2 separate regions of the Sus scrofa genome follow, and region 1 is linked to region 2. The links are chromatin contacts, called in public HiChIP or PLAC-seq maps. All regions are on one chromosome and are shown on one strand. Each heading gives the region's core, a stretch centred on a gene start, on an enhancer-like site or on the middle of the called end of the contact. The rest is flanking DNA. Distances are from core to core; before and after follow the strand shown. Region 1 overlaps PTPRC (receptor-type tyrosine-protein phosphatase C). Region 2 overlaps NEK7 (serine/threonine-protein kinase Nek7).

Region 1 (3,890 bases), core at 91-2,590, 550 kb after region 2:
TCACTTTGCCAAGGTCACACAGCTAAAGAGTGGCAATGGAGAGATTCAGACCCTCCTGTGCTTGTTTCAAAGATCTATGATCTTAACAGAAACATTCCATGTAAAGAGAGGATTAATTCAATAAGTCATTTTGTGATATGCATTCCCATGAGTACTACACATAATTATTTTTCTAAATGTTAGCAATGGCCCCCGGGGGTGACCAGGAAAATTGTCATGAGGTTGGAGACTGGATCAAGCCTTGAGGATGGCTATAATGCAGGGTCATGAAAAGAAGGAAAGATATTCCAGGCTAGGGTAAAATTAAACCAAAAGGGAGGGAGGGGGCATGTTGGAACCCTCTTGGGTTACCATAAATTGCATTTGAACTGAATGCATTTGAAGTGATTTCATTTAAGTGTATCGATAGTTATTGATAAGGCAATTTGGAGGTGGACAGGGAAGGGCTTTCGGTAATACTAGCAAAGATGCTGGAATCTTCTACTAAAGCATTTTCACAAGAACGAAGCATATCAGTATAATTTAAAAGTGGACTCATGTGGCAGTGTCTAGCGTGTATGAGGAAGCGGGGTGGAGGGGAAGGGGATGTCATAGCTTAGAACTGAGGACAAAGGTTGGTGAAATAGGATGTGATAAGCAGTGGGATTAGGGTAAAGGCCAGGGAACGAGAAAGAAGCTCAGACCCCAGATAGTAGATATTCAGACTATGTATCAAAGTTGGAGCATAATGTGAAATGGATACTCTGAATCCTGCATCCCAGGAGGTGGCCTTATATAGTTAGTAAAAAAAATGCAGGGGCTTTGGTGTCTGATAAGCTTGGAATTGAGTTTTCCTACTGTTACTTACTCTCTAAAAGAGCAGTTTACCCAAACTGTTGGTATCTTCATTTCCCCATTTATAAAGCAAGAGTCATAACACTCACTTACCACGTAGAGATAGTCCAAGAAGAATAGGTATTCAAAAAAAAAATTTTTTTTTTTTTTACCCAAGATAGAGGAAACATTTTCTGATATAAAAAGGCACACACTGACCCAACAGGAACCTTTCTGAAAAAGTCAGATGAAAATGATCTCATGAGCTTTTCCAGGTGTGACCATTTATGGATGTTCACATCTTAGTTCAATATTTTCTCTGCCACGAAATCATTCCTTTTAGCTAAGACCTTAGAGAGTTGGTAGAAATATTCAGCATGGAAAACAGTTACCAACCCAAGGCTCGAGGGTGCTAGGCAATGCTGCAAAGGCAGCAAGAGGCTGCTATACATTTCTGGGTTCTCAGGCATGACCTTTCATCAGACTTCAAGTGTGACATTGAGGAAGTCACTTGACTTACTTAGCTCAGTACGTTGGCTTGCAGAGGGTGTGATGTGGTGTGTCGTGGAGGGAGAGTAACATTTATAGGTGATGATAACAGGCTCCATTCTTTGTGAAATATCCTCACCTCCACTCTGTTTGGTCATTTCATAATCTTGAGGTTAAAGGAGTGTGATTTCTATTTACACCTAAGCAGGTTTGTCTTACTTTTTCTCTTGAGAACCTGTTTTCTCCCAGTTGCATTCTGGAATGAATTCATCAGATTTCACCCTGGACCCAGAGGGGGTGACTCCTGAATGTTGCTGAAGATCAGATGGGAAGTAACTGTTATTCTCATTAAACTCATTTGCCAACGCTTTTCAAAAGGAAATGCTTCCAAGTGAAACACATCTTTCTCCTCCCGCGCAACCTTATCTTTGAAACACCTTTTCACTGAAACAAAAACAAATCAACCTAAAAGTCAGTTTTGCTGCAGGAGCTCATTGTCTTATCAGCCGGCTTCGCCATAAACTAGAGAAGTTGTGGTTTAACCCCGAGATGGGGCCGATGATGCTGCTGCCATGGCAACCCGCTGCACCATTTGCAAAGGCTTGTGAGCTTAACCGCACCAGCTACACCTCTTCCTTTCCTACAAAGACTCAGAATCAAAAAAAAAAAAAAAAAAACAAAAAAAAAAAAACAGAAGTACTCCGACTCCGACTCCGAGGAGGAGAAACCACAAGAGCAGAAAAGCCACCAGTGCTGCTCTTTGCTGTGCAAACAGGCCTCTGGTGAGAAGAGCGTGTTGAAAGCCTCTTCTATCTGAAAGGAGAGCTTTTCCCATTGGGCCCGGTTCCTTTAATGATTTTGAAAGTCAATCAAGTGTTTCCGTTCGGAGTTTTCAGCAAAGGGGAAATGAGAAGTTAGCAGTGCATTTACCAGCCTTTGTTTGACGCCCCTTCCCTTCTGGGCAGGCTCAGCGGATCCTCGGATGCTCTTTGGGAGATGACGACCCATTGGTTAGGTGGACTCTCTCCAACCTAGCGTCGATGGTCTGTTTATTTCTTATTATCTAGTATTTAGTTCACCAAAACAAAAACAAAAAAATTAGGTTTCACTCCTGGTTCATTTAAAGATAAGTCTCTGGATGGCGCCCTCAGTCATTGTCCTTGACCGCAGAACTGGATGCAGGCGCGCCCCTCCGCCTGATTTCAGCTTCTCCCCACCAGCCCTCCAGCCCCTTCTCTCCCTCTCCCCGCTTCTTTTAGGAAATACAGATTTGATCAGCACAAGTGTTGTACTAGTTCCAGTTTTACAGCGTGGACGTAGTAAGACTCAACCATTTTCAGGCATGTTCTCTTTTTCCTTTCTTGAGGGTTTGGGTAAAAATACTGAAGGAGGAGTTCCTGTCGTGGCACAGTGGAAACGAGTCCGACTAGGAACCTCGAGGTTGTGGGTTCCATCCCTGGCCTCGCTCAGTGGGTTAAGGATCCGGTGTTGCCGTGAGCTGTGGTGTCGGTCGCAGATGCCGCTCGGATCTGGTGTGGCTGTGGCTGTGGTGGAGGCTGGCAGCTGTAGCTCCAATTGGACCCCTAGCCTGGGAACCTCCATATGCCGCGGGTATGGCCCTAAAAAGCAAAAAACAAACCAAACCAAAAAACAAACAATCAAACAAAAAAACCCCAAAAACCAAAAATCTGAAGGATAAGTTCTGAGCTTGGGTTTAGGTGTCACACTCCTGTTCATATCCCTCACCTCCCTCCCCTGTGCCCTTCCTTTTTTCTATCCAGGTCTTTTATAGTCATTGTTCAACAGTTTGCACTTTTAAAAAAGTTCACTGTGTGACTTAACTCTGAATCCCACTTTTATGGTTCGAGCCTGATAGTTTACTCATCTTTGGTCTCGTTAGCATAACTGCTGGCTTTAGCATTACATAGGTTCCCCTTATGGCAGGGGTTAGCTGAATAAGCATGCGGCTTTCTAGAGTCAGATCTGCATTTAAAATCAAATTATTTTTGCCACGAGCTCTTGAGCCTTGCCATATTTATTTATTGAGCCTCTGTAAAAAGAGAACAAATGCTATCTGCTTTGTGGAGTTTCTGATTAGATAAAGTCCTGTGTCCATATATTTATCATAGCACCATCCACGTGGTAGCTGGTTAATAAACAGTAAAAAACTCTTCATAAAACAAAAGACTCTGATAAAACACTTTCAGTGCTTGTGCCAACATCCTTTGATGACTCTTTGAGCTCTTACCCTATCCTAGAGGAAGCAAAGTGCTACAAAAACGTATGGTTGCTAAGAGATTGATGTAATGAAAATGTTTTCCCTATCTGGTGTATATTTTAAACATTTTGGTGTAAAATCCCTGGATTTCGAGAAAGGAAAACAGACATTTTCATAAGAAACAACAAGACATTCAATACAGAAATAGACCTGTTCTTGGGAACTTGGGGTTAATAAATGCAAACCATTGCTTTTGGAATGGATGAGCAATGAGATCCTGCTGTGTAGCCCTGAAAACCATGTCTAGTCTCTTACGATGGAGCATGATAATGGGAGAAAAAAGAATGTTTACATGTATGTGTAACTGGGT
Region 2 (4,006 bases), core at 1,149-3,648:
TATAGTTGGTTTACAGTGTTCTGTCAATTTTCTACTATACAGCAAAGTGACCAGGTCACACACACACACACACACACGCATATATACGCACATTCTTTTTCTCATATTTTCCTCCATCATGCTCCATCACAAGTGACTAGACGTGATTGTTTATTTTTTTACCTTTTTCTTTAATTTGGAACTTATTAATAAGTCCATGCCCCTTTTATTTATAACCATTTCTACCCCCACCTTAATATATATATATATATAAACATATAAAAATATATATGTAAATGTGTAAAATAATGTATGAAGGTGCAGCAGAACCATGAAGGTTTTGCAGTCCTGGATTGAGTCCAGGTTCTTTTTATATATTTTCAAATGCCAAGCACAGGGTCTTATGGGGAACTAAATTAAAGTCCACAGAACTCAGTTTAAGAGTTGAGTGTCTGGCTAAGGAGAGCATTGATGGGGGTGATTAATGGCTCTGTTCATAAAAGGAGCCGGGGCTGTAATGATTACTAAAGGTACCTGGGCACCCTTGTCTCCACGAATGTGGTCCACGTAGGGCGTGCTGCCGTTCCTTTTTGCTCACAAGACGGGTTGTCAACCTCTGAGTGACGATATTTCCAGGGTAAGACTTGGATGCCCATTTTTTCATTGTGACCTTGGTGGGGCATTTGCAGATGCATTTCGAGACCGTTGGAAGGATGATCCAGCGGGTTGCACAGCATTTGGTGTCAAACTTCGTCTCAAGTGGGCTGTCTCCGCATTTGGAAGGCTTACCCGCCTGCAAGCAGAGGGGCAGCCCGGGTGCTCGCTGGAGACCGCGGAAGCTGTAAGGGGGACGATCCGGTGATTCTGCTCACCCTTTGGCCTCCTCTTCCCTTGTTCCTTTATTGTTCTCCTCACCTCCCTGCAGGTTCCTGTGACTTCATGGCCTGAAGAAAGAGGAATTGGAGGGGTCGGCAGGTAGCTGAACACCAGTGGACAGATAATTTAAGGAAAGATCTGTATTTAAGCTTTTAAAGCTCTTTCAGTTTTGATTAATTGCAGAAGGCGGGAGGTGGGGAGGAGCAAATGTATCATCGGCCTGGCTCACCCGTTGTTTTTAATGGCTCTGTACTGGGACTTGTGTTGTCAGCTTGGACCCAGACCTGCCTTTCCAGGTTCACTTCTTTATATTCCGCTAGATGTTAGCCACATCTGACAACTTACTTTTTTTTTTTTTTTTTTTTTTTTTTTTTTTTTTTGATATATTGTGTGCTCTCTCTGGCTTCTCTGCCTTATCTTTATGCTTCTCTCACTGTTCTTAATGCCCATTTTCTGTGCTTCAGCTCTTCGGTCTCCGTGTATAAAAATCATCTTACCCTTGAAAGCTCTACTCACATATCATACAAAAAATACAAGAGAGCTCTTTTCTGCTTCTTTAGGCCTTTAGTACTTAGCGACTCTCCCCGTAGTTGTACTTGTTGTAGCTTCCTTCCTGGAATATAAGCTTCTGGAAGGTGTGAATCATGTCCTGTACATATTTGTGTTTCCCGCAGAGCCTGGGACCATTCTTATTAGAACTGGCCCTTCAGGGGCTGGCAGGTGATGGCATCCCATTGACTGTTTGGGGCAGAGGGTCTGGGCGGATCCCTGAAGCAAGAGGCTGTCCAGGACAGTTGATCAGTTGATTTCAGGGCAGTCTAGGGTGAATGGCAGACACTCGTCCCTGCAAGGGCCACAGGGTGTTAGATGCAGGCCTCCACATGTGAGTTCTGTTCTTTTTTTTTTTTCTTTTTAGGGCCGCACCTGTGGCATGTGGAGGTTCCCAGGCCAAGGGGCGAATAGGAGCTGTAGCTGCCAGCCTTTGCCACAGCCACAGCCACACAGATCCGAGCTGCATCTTCGACCTACACCACAGCTCATGGCAACACCGGATCCTTAACCCAGTGAACGAGGCCAGGGATTGATTCTGCGTCCTCACGGATGCTAGTCAGACTTGTTTCTACTGAATCATGTCAGGAACTCTGAGTTCTTTATTTCAGAAGGATGCGAGCGAGGATTTCCTCTCCGAAATGGGTGAAGGTCTGATCCGTAGGGGGTCACTGTCAGGTGAGAGTCTGGGCTTGGTGTTCGAACTCTGAATTCTAAGTTCCGAAAGATCTCAGAGTGGGGTGAGATGGCGACCAGGAGTGGGAAAAACACGGTGGTGGTGGGAAAGGGTGCAGACTGAGGCAGGGATGAGCTGGCTGCTTAGGTGTAGGTCAGAGGCTTGGGCAGCAAGGAACCAATAATTAGGACATGAGGTTAAAGCAGGACCAGGAGTCAGAATAAACTGATTTGAATCTGATGTAGCAAGATGTCCACTGAGTATCCTTATGTTTCCCTGCCTTAGCCCATTCCAGGTTCAAGGTCAGTGGTCTGGCTTTTCTGTAAAGAGGAAGGAACCTCTCTCTCTCTCTCCTTCTCTCTCTCTCTCTCTCGCCATATAATGTGTTTACTGTACATTTGCCACATTTTGATGTCCTAATAATCCCCTCATGGAGAAAATGTTGAACTAAGTTAATGAAGAAATAACTAGCAAAATACTTGAAACTGTTCCCTTCTTGGGAAGAATTACTAATTTGAATTGATGGAGGATTATTTGATTTTGTGGCCATCAAATGCTGATATAAAGTTGTTTCACTTCAAAATGCTTTTTTTAAAGCATTTTTTTCATTGTTTTCTTTGCTAGAAGTTTAAAAGAACAACCCCAATGTCAATAATTATTTAAAAAAAACATTTAAAGTACTTATAAAAGGTTAAGCCACATGGGCCAAAGATACACTGTCTGTTCATGAAGTCAGGGAAAAAGCACATCGGAAATTAACCTGGGAAGGTACCCAGAGATGGTGTCTTCCAGGGCCTTAAATACTATGCTCAGAGGATTGGTCCTTTGCTCTCCTGTGATACGACTGTAAAGCGGTACTTTGCAACTTTATGCTTTCACATTCTGTTTTTAATAGCAATAAAAGCTCTAGTGCTTTGATACCTGTGTATTAGGTTCTTAATTAATGACAGGTCAGGAACTAGCATCACAATAAAACCAAGGTTATTATAAAGGGGAACGCAGGTATATTTATTCAGTAATGTATTAAGATGCATTTGGTTTATGAGATGTATGAAGAAATTTAGTTTATATTTGCAAATCTAGACTTCAGGGATAGTATACCTTAAAATTACCAAGAAAAAGGACTATTTCTTTTTTTTTTTTTTTTAAAGCCCCCCCCCCCAGTATCTTCTAACTCTTCTCCCCTTTTAAAATTTAGGATTGAGTTAAATTTTTTTGTCTGGATACCTATGGATACGTTTCTTAAAGAAACACCCCCAACACCTTCTCCGTGTTTCTAGGTAGGTTTTCCCTTGTTTGAAATCCTTCAGTTCTCATCTAGGATAAATAACTCAGGCCCCTAGTCTCCTAACAGTGTGCTTTGGGTGTTGGTTTGTGCTCCTGTCTTCCTGCCCTGCTTCGGTGGGGACATCCCCTTTCCCTGAGCTTGCCTGGTCCCACCATTCTTTCAGGCTCACCTCCCATCTTCTTTGCAAGGCCTGGCCTGGGCATCCTTCGCCAGCCTGCCTGGGCATCCTTCGCCAGCTGCCGTGTGTCGGTCAGAAGGACACTTGCTTCCTGACACCGTAAAGTCCCTTTTCTCATGTCTCCCCAGGAATCACTGAGGGATCAGAATTGCCTCAGTCCGTTCTGTATCCCCAGCAGCTGCAGTAAACACATTAGCTTGGCTCAAAAAGTGGCTGAATGAGTTGGAGAGAATAAGAAAGTAAGAGAGCTGGGCATCTCGGATGGCCCCCGCTTTGGCGGGAGTCCGAGTAGGTGATAGCGGCCTTTACCTCTAGTTCTAGAATCTTTCCTCCCTTTCCCTGACCCCCCTTCCCCCCCACCTTTGAGCAGCTGTGGCTCCTTATTGAAAGGAGATGAAATAAAGAAATGGAGACTTAACTTACCTGCAGATCTTAGGACATTTTATCCGTGTCAGTCTGT

What was found. HiChIP or PLAC-seq counts read pairs in DNA pulled down with a chosen protein or histone mark.
Region 1: an H3K27ac HiChIP or PLAC-seq map of alveolar macrophages shows a contact between it and region 2. The contact joins two enhancer-like sites.

The regions. Positions count from the first base shown.
Region 1 is chr10:21,524,936-21,528,825 of Sscrofa11.1, forward strand. The region is part of intron 2 of PTPRC (receptor-type tyrosine-protein phosphatase C); the gene reads left to right. Among named protein-coding and RNA genes, the nearest start is that of PTPRC, 44 kb to the left of the region's middle. Within about 2 kb of position 1,341, at least 15 of the 83 cell types and tissues checked have an H3K27ac peak or open chromatin away from gene starts, as enhancers often do. A contact at or near this core is called in alveolar macrophages, where this site is marked.
Region 2 is chr10:20,976,668-20,980,673 of Sscrofa11.1, forward strand. All of the region lies in intron 1 of NEK7 (serine/threonine-protein kinase Nek7), which reads left to right. Among named protein-coding and RNA genes, the nearest start is that of NEK7, 12 kb to the left of the region's middle. Within about 2 kb of position 2,399, at least 2 of the 83 cell types and tissues checked have an H3K27ac peak or open chromatin away from gene starts, as enhancers often do. A contact at or near this core is called in alveolar macrophages, where this site is marked.